Regions from separate parts of the Zea mays genome. Here region 1 is linked to region 2. Evidence: chromatin contacts called from public Hi-C data. All regions are on one chromosome and are shown on one strand. Each heading gives the region's core, a stretch centred on a gene start, on an enhancer-like site or on the middle of the called end of the contact. The rest is flanking DNA. Distances are from core to core; before and after follow the strand shown.

What was found. Hi-C and Micro-C count contacts between places; a contact is called where the count stands out from the background.
Region 1: a contact with region 2 is called in a Hi-C map of tassel, with 2.5 times the contacts expected there. The contact joins the enhancer-like site here to the promoter of LOC100280690 in region 2. A contact is called at or near these places in 2 of 25 Hi-C or Micro-C datasets (endosperm and tassel).

The regions. Positions count from the first base shown.
Region 1 is chr1:202,680,523-202,683,858 of Zm-B73-REFERENCE-NAM-5.0, forward strand. No RefSeq gene overlaps it. Among protein-coding and RNA genes, the nearest start is that of LOC111590710, 4.1 kb to the left of the region's middle. Within about 2 kb of position 1,364, at least 17 of the 20 cell types and tissues checked have an H3K27ac peak or open chromatin away from gene starts, as enhancers often do. A contact at or near this core is called in tassel, where this site is marked.
Region 2 is chr1:202,599,708-202,603,079 of Zm-B73-REFERENCE-NAM-5.0, forward strand. LOC100280690 (DNA polymerase epsilon subunit 2) reads left to right here and starts at 1,695. Exons shown (of 13, transcript NM_001153609.1): 1 at 1,695-1,920; 2 at 2,032-2,212; 3 at 2,725-2,878; 4 at 3,053-3,184. The coding sequence starts at 1,749. It overlaps LOC118473136, which reads right to left and starts at 858. Exons shown (of 3, transcript XM_035961796.1): 1 at 1-858. The coding sequence starts at 509.

The DNA.
Region 1 (3,336 bases), core at 114-2,613, 80 kb after region 2:
ATAACTATATATATACTTGTGAGAAGAGTTTCGTCACCATTGGTTTCTTCTATCCCCTTTGTTGTGATGGGAAGGAAACGAAGAACTAGTTTTTTTATATCTTGCTCCCATCTAATTATTGTTGACGAGAGACTTAAGAGTTTAAGTGGGTGTTTAAATGCACTAGAGCTATAGTTAGTTGAGTAAAAAAAATTCTAGTAGAATTAGCTAACAAATAGCTAACTACCCATTAGCTAATTTGTTAGACTATTTAGATATCTTCAGCTAATTTTAGTAGATGATTATTAGATCTAGTGCATTCAAACATAGCCTAAATCTACATAGGCTTGTTGAGGTTTTTTTAGATAATGGGAAAATATGTCCCGACCTACATCCGAAACGGATGACGGCTACACAAATCCACAAAACAAACAAATCCATTGCCACATGCGGCACAAACTCAAGCACAGTTGGGAGAGCAAAAACATAAAGGATACATCTTAGATAGTAATCCTATTAATAAATTGTCACCCATGATGAGCGAAGATTTGCATCACCGACACTTCTAACCTTCTGCAGGCATCCTTCATAATTTTGGCATCGTCTTCATGCTTTTGGAGGAGCGCCCAAGAACGACACCAATAAATTCCTCTAAAGAGTACCTGTATATAAGTTTGTATATGGCTTTTATAAAAAACAACATCATTTCTACACAACCATAATACCCAGCAAATGGCAGTAGCACCAACCAAAATCAACGACCGACACGACCCACAAAGGAAAGGAATCTACCCCCAGGCAAAGAAGGCTTACGGTACGGGCCTGTTAGACCAAAACCCCTGCAGCCCACTTGCAAAATAGCACCGAAGCACCGGCCCATCTAACGAAACCCTGAGGCCCCATCCAACGAAAGTAGATGATGCAAGTTCGGGTACGATTCGGCCGGCGCTCCTCCCCTTGTTGGGCCTGTGTCTCCCATCGCATCATTCATTCACCACATGCGGCATTTTGATTTCAGCGCAGCATTATTTTTATACATACGTTGGGGAAAAAAAGTGCCAAAGGCCGAAGCAGTGAAACTTGAAAGAAATGAAGAGACAGAACAGTTGGTCAAGTCGGCAGAGTGGCACGGCACAGTGTTGCGGAATGAAATGAAGTCGGAGATCCTATATGGGCGGGCGGCGGCGAGGTGCCCGGTCGTCGTCGGCCGCGCGAGCAGTGTCACATGGCATGTTTGTGTTGTGCCGGGGCACATCAGCAGGCGAATCAATCAATCAATCAATCAATCAGTGCGTGCTCTCGATGACGATGGATCGGCCCGGACCTCTCACGCAATGCGAGGTCCCGTCCTGATCACATGCGCTCCTAGCTACACAGGGCCCTGCCGGGTTCAATCCACCTCTAGCTGGGACTGGGACGGGAGGGATTAGGATTAGGATTGGGATTAGGACTAGGCAACCTAGCTAACTGTGGTAGGATCGCAGCAACTAACCCTCCTTCACTAGCGCTGGTCGGTGTCGTTCCTGCGAAGAAACGAAACCGACGACAGCTAGCTACTGATGATCAGAGTACTACCACAAGGGAATAATAATGTCGATTCATATATATAGTACGACGCGTCGTCGGCAATCTAATCATCGACGCCGACCGGCCGGTTTAGCACGAGGTATAGTATATAGCCTCTGGCTTTGTCTCTCACACGCTGCTGAGGTGACGCCACATGGCATGGAGATATATATATAGGGAACATAGCAAAACAGTAGGCATGCATATGCCAAGCGCATTATATTTCGCTACCAAGTGTAGGGTATACAGATACTACTAGTTGACCTGCAGCAAAGTACTACACCCCCACACCATCTAATAATAATGCAATAAGGCGGCATGGTTCTACACTTCGTTAACTTGACGTGATGATCTCATGGCCGGTTTAGCTGTTACCTCTCTCTTATTATATTGTACTCCGCCATATTGTTCATGGCCGCCGGCCAGGAGAATGTTGTGATCATCATGCATACTAGAGCGATGATACATCTGCCGCTAGCTCCTTATTTCTTTCTTCATCGACAACTTTGTTGTTGGAACCGAACGCGTGTTGGAGTTGGACCACGCAGCAGCAGGGGACGTTTATACTTGTTGGTAAGCTGTTGTTAGCGCTAATGATGACAAACAGACGAGGGGAAGTTTTCGCCTGAAAACAAGCTAAAACCTAGGAGCTAGCTACAGGTGAATCGAACTAGAGTAGGTAACTTAACTTGAGCCAGTCAGTCATGCGCGCTGGGCTGTGCAATGCATATGCACCGCTGACAATTGTAGGCCCAGCTGACAGAAAATATATAGACACATTTATGTGCGAGTCACGTCGCTAGCTCTGGATCTTGAGTCGCTTTGAAGGAGGCAACTGATCGATGTCTGACTCTGATGCTAACCATACCCTTGCAGTGAGTGTGAGTACAACGTAACCTACTAGAATAGAATCACGCATCAAATTAACACTCGTCGTCGTTGCCTCTGTACCGAGTAATTGTTGCTGCTGGCGGGCTTCCAGTTTTTTTCATTTTCTTTTTCAGATGGCGGAGCTCACGTCCGCTTCCCAGGTCCACGCACAGCTCACGTCCGGCTCCCCAATCAACCGAAAGCTGCCGCTGAGCTGAGACTGAGACGGAGGGGCTGACCGGTGGGGGCGTGCGTGATGCCCTCCTCCTCCTCGGAAAAGGTGAGTGGGTGGGTGGCCGTGCACACGCTGACACAGGCCAGTTGCTTTTCTGAGCTCTGCCTGTCTCTTCTGCCCAGATATGGGACAATCCTGCCTGGTCTCAATCGGGGTTGAGAACATCTCTTTGTCGTCACCACGGTTACTTACACTTACCTCCCGTGGTAATTAACCAGGCAAAGCAATTAACTGAACCCAACGACGTGTACGTACCACCGTAGGACAGACATGTCGGGAGCCCGGACACGGGGGGATCCACTCCACTGCACGAGAGAGACGCCCGTCGCTGTACGCCTCTAGTGTAGCCCGTCAGGAGTGACCAAGAGGCGAGCAGCAAGAGGGGGCCAGAGGACGATGCTCACGCGAGCCCCACGCCCGCACACGGGCGGCGCTGCGGTGTCGTACGTACCCGACGGCCCCTTCGTCACGTCCCCACGTACGTACGCACGCGCGCTCGGGCCTCGCCGCGTCGATCGGCTCCACCTGCCCCTGCCGCTGCCGGGCAAGGCAACGATCGAGTCAGCGCCGCACAGGGCCGCCGATGCGTGCTGCGGCGGGTGGCCTGGCCTGGCCTGGCCTCCCAGCAGCGGTACCGACCAACCTCCGGACTGTGGAGAGGTAAGCAAGGCCAGCCAGCCAGCCAG
Region 2 (3,372 bases), core at 445-2,944:
GAACGAGCTTCGGATTCAGTTTCTGCTTCATCCTCCAAATGTTCAACAGGAACAGAGATACCACCACGACCACTCCTACCTCGGAAACCTCTGGACCTCCCCCTTCCTCCACGAATACCTCTAGATGCATCTCGACCACGAACTAGAGGCATGTTTCCTCTTCCTCTCATGCCTCCAGTAGTAGATCTGGTTGTTTGGAATGGAGTGCGGCCAATTCTAATGCACGAATCTGAAAATCCTAGGTTGTTTGTTGGTTCACCGGTCTCTAGAACTTGCTGATACGAACTGAAGTGGGGAAACTCAGTGCCCTGGTGGTTCAGATCGAGTTGATCCATCCGAATCCGGTGAGCAGAGTTGTTCATCGATGAGGAATGAATCAAGTGGGTTGGGGAGAAGAGGTCGAACTCGTTGTCCTCCGGCACTTCGTGGATGGGGATGGGGAGGTTCCTCGGTGCAGAGGATGAGCCGGCTTGGGAGAGAAAATCACGTAAGCTGTGATGGCCATCCATGATTCGTCGCGCGCGGGGGATGAGGGAGTGGCAGGGGCGTTCGTCGCACGCGGAAGAAGATGAGGGAGTGGCGGGGGGCGTTCGTCGCGCACGGAGGCGACGCCGACGAGCTTGGAAGAGGAAGAGGATGAGGGAGTGCCTGTGCTCGTCGCGCGCGCGAGAGAAGAGGGATTGGCTGCGTTCGTCGCGCGCGCGAGAGAAGAGGGATTGGCTGCGTTCGTCGCGCGCGAGAGATATGAGGGAGGAAGGGGGCGGCGGTGGACGGCGGGAGGAAGGGGGCGGCGGCGGAAGCTAGGAGGAAGGGGGCGGCGGCTGATGTGAGAGAGACGAGAGGTAGTGGCTGCAGGTCACGTGAGAGCGAGAGAGACAAGGGTAAATGGATAATTGTGAACTTTTAGTCTCTTTTAGCACATAGGTTAAGGACTAAAGATTAAATGAATTTAGTCCATCTTCTCCTTATGTTTGGCAAAAAAGGGACTAAAAACTAGAGACTAATCTTTAGTCCCTCTAACCAAACACCCCCTAAATTTAAGTGAGAGAGATGAAAGTTATCTCACGATCTGAACTGTTGGTTTTGACGACGTGCTATGTGCGGATGTAATTCGTCTGGTAAATTTAGAAGAGGTTTGATTCGTTGAGTGAGTTTTGCCAAATTGAAACTGGTGGGTTGTAAGTATAGATAAAAATTTAATATTTATACGTCCAATTATCAAAAAAGCACGTTTCACGTAATCTGATGTAGACCTTTTTCTAATATAGATTAAAACACAGAAAAAAACAAAATAAAAATAGCAAAATCGTATTGATAATCTTGTCCTCTCGTCTAAAAATTAACCCCGTCATGGAATAGAAAACTTTATTGAATAGAGACAAAACTCTTTGTTTATTTTAAAATCGCAGAAGTAAAATCACAGAGTTTTTTAAAAAGGCAAATATCAATACCTGACATGAAAGTACTTTATAAAGCACTTAAGCCCCTAAACAAATATCTGTAAGACCTTACAGGCCTCCAACTCCGAAAAGTTTGTTGGGCTACTTCAATTTGGATACATCCCAGGCCCAGCTCCATGAAACCATGATTTGGGTAGGCTCTGGCCCTTTTCGGAGGCGCAAGAGTAAAAGAAATCGGAGAGAAGCCCAGGAAGCGGTATTTATTATCCAATCCCGCCATTTCTCCCAAACCCCAACCCCCCTTTCCCGCCACACCATCTCCTCGCCGCTTCCCGCCACCTCTCTCCCATGGCGGCGCCGTCGGCGGCCACGCGCAGGAAACTGCAGCGCAAGTTCCGCCTGCGAGGCTTCACCCTCAAGGTGGACGCCCTCGAGGAGGCCGCCGCCTTCCTCGACCGCTTCCCCGACGCCGAGGACGACGCGCTCGATCTCCTCCTCGACGAGCTCGACAAGGAACCGCGTAAGCTAGCTTTCCCGTTTAGGTTCCCGCGCGCCGTTTGCTGTCTGCTGTTGTAACTGGTGGCTCTCATTCTGATGCTTGTGGCTCTGGGCGTGTGTTTGGTGGGCGCAGTGCAGTCGTCGATACTGGACCGGGACGCGGTCAGGCGCGTGGTGGCGCTGCTTGTCGAGGCCGAGGAGGCGCTCGATGTGGCGTCGCCAGCGGCCACAAGCGCAAGGTCTGCGCTGCGGGTGGTGGACGCGTTCCTCGTGCCGCGGTTCCACTACGATCCAATCAAGAAAGTATTTTACGAGTATGTGAACGCTGACTCTTCTTTGTGGATCTGGGAAATTCTCCACGGGGACTTGAGTATTGGTTCGTTCTTTTTAGGCTTCTCAATTGAACCGGGGTTAGAGATTGCTATTTTGCCAAAATTGGATGCTAAAATAGGGATTTTGATTCATGGTTGGGTACCTTATGCCACAAAGGCACTATCTAAGTATCTGACATTCTGACCCCCTACCCACCCATTCACACAAAGTACCTGATCCGCTTTAATCACCCACAAACCTTTTAGCAGCTGCTAGTTAACAGAATAAATGTGTTAGGTCAGTTTGAGTGCTGCTAATATTCTATTGTGTTTTACAAGGTGTTAGATGAATCATATTAGGAAATTGCTGCTGAATACTTAGAATTGACTGGTTATGTAGAGCGCGTCACTTGCTGAAAGAGCTCGTGTTGCGTATAATTTGGCCATACTTTAGGAAGTGTACAAGACCATGTTTCTATTTGATACTCTATGCTGGGATTTTATATGCATTGCAGGCACACAGGCAGATTAGCTGTCCATGGAGAAGCTGGAGATAAAGCTTCCCTTTATAGGGATAGGTATCAAGTGCTGCTGCAGAGACTGTCTCGTGATAAATATTTCTCTAAGCCGGCTTTTGACACAGTTGCGACCGAACACTGTAGTTGCGAGGTATTTCTCCCTGCTATGTGTTATCTATCTATTACATATTGATTTCTTTGTTCCTTATGACTTAAATCGAATCCTGCAAATAGTATTCATTACACATTCGTTTTCAATTCGTTGTATGTTTGTTAATCTTTTTATGTGGAGTTGGTTATATGTTTTCTTTTTTTCTTCATTCAGATAACTTCTGTACAGTCGCTAATTGGGTGCACTGGGCGGAGATGGATTATGGGGGTCATTTCGCAGTTGGAGGAGCGACAGTTCTACTTGGAGGATCTTACTGGAGCAGTTCCAATTGACTTATCTAATGCCATATCCTAAAAAAACAGTGTTATTGTTAGCACTTATGGCTAGTTACTATTATTTGTGAACAATGCATAACAAACTTTCTACATCTTTTCTTTGTCAAATAAAACAAGTCAGCATTAAACTTCTTCCAGTCACCTGTGAAGGATGTTGTGCCAAGGAATTTCCTCTTATTTCATGTGTGGATTTCGAGA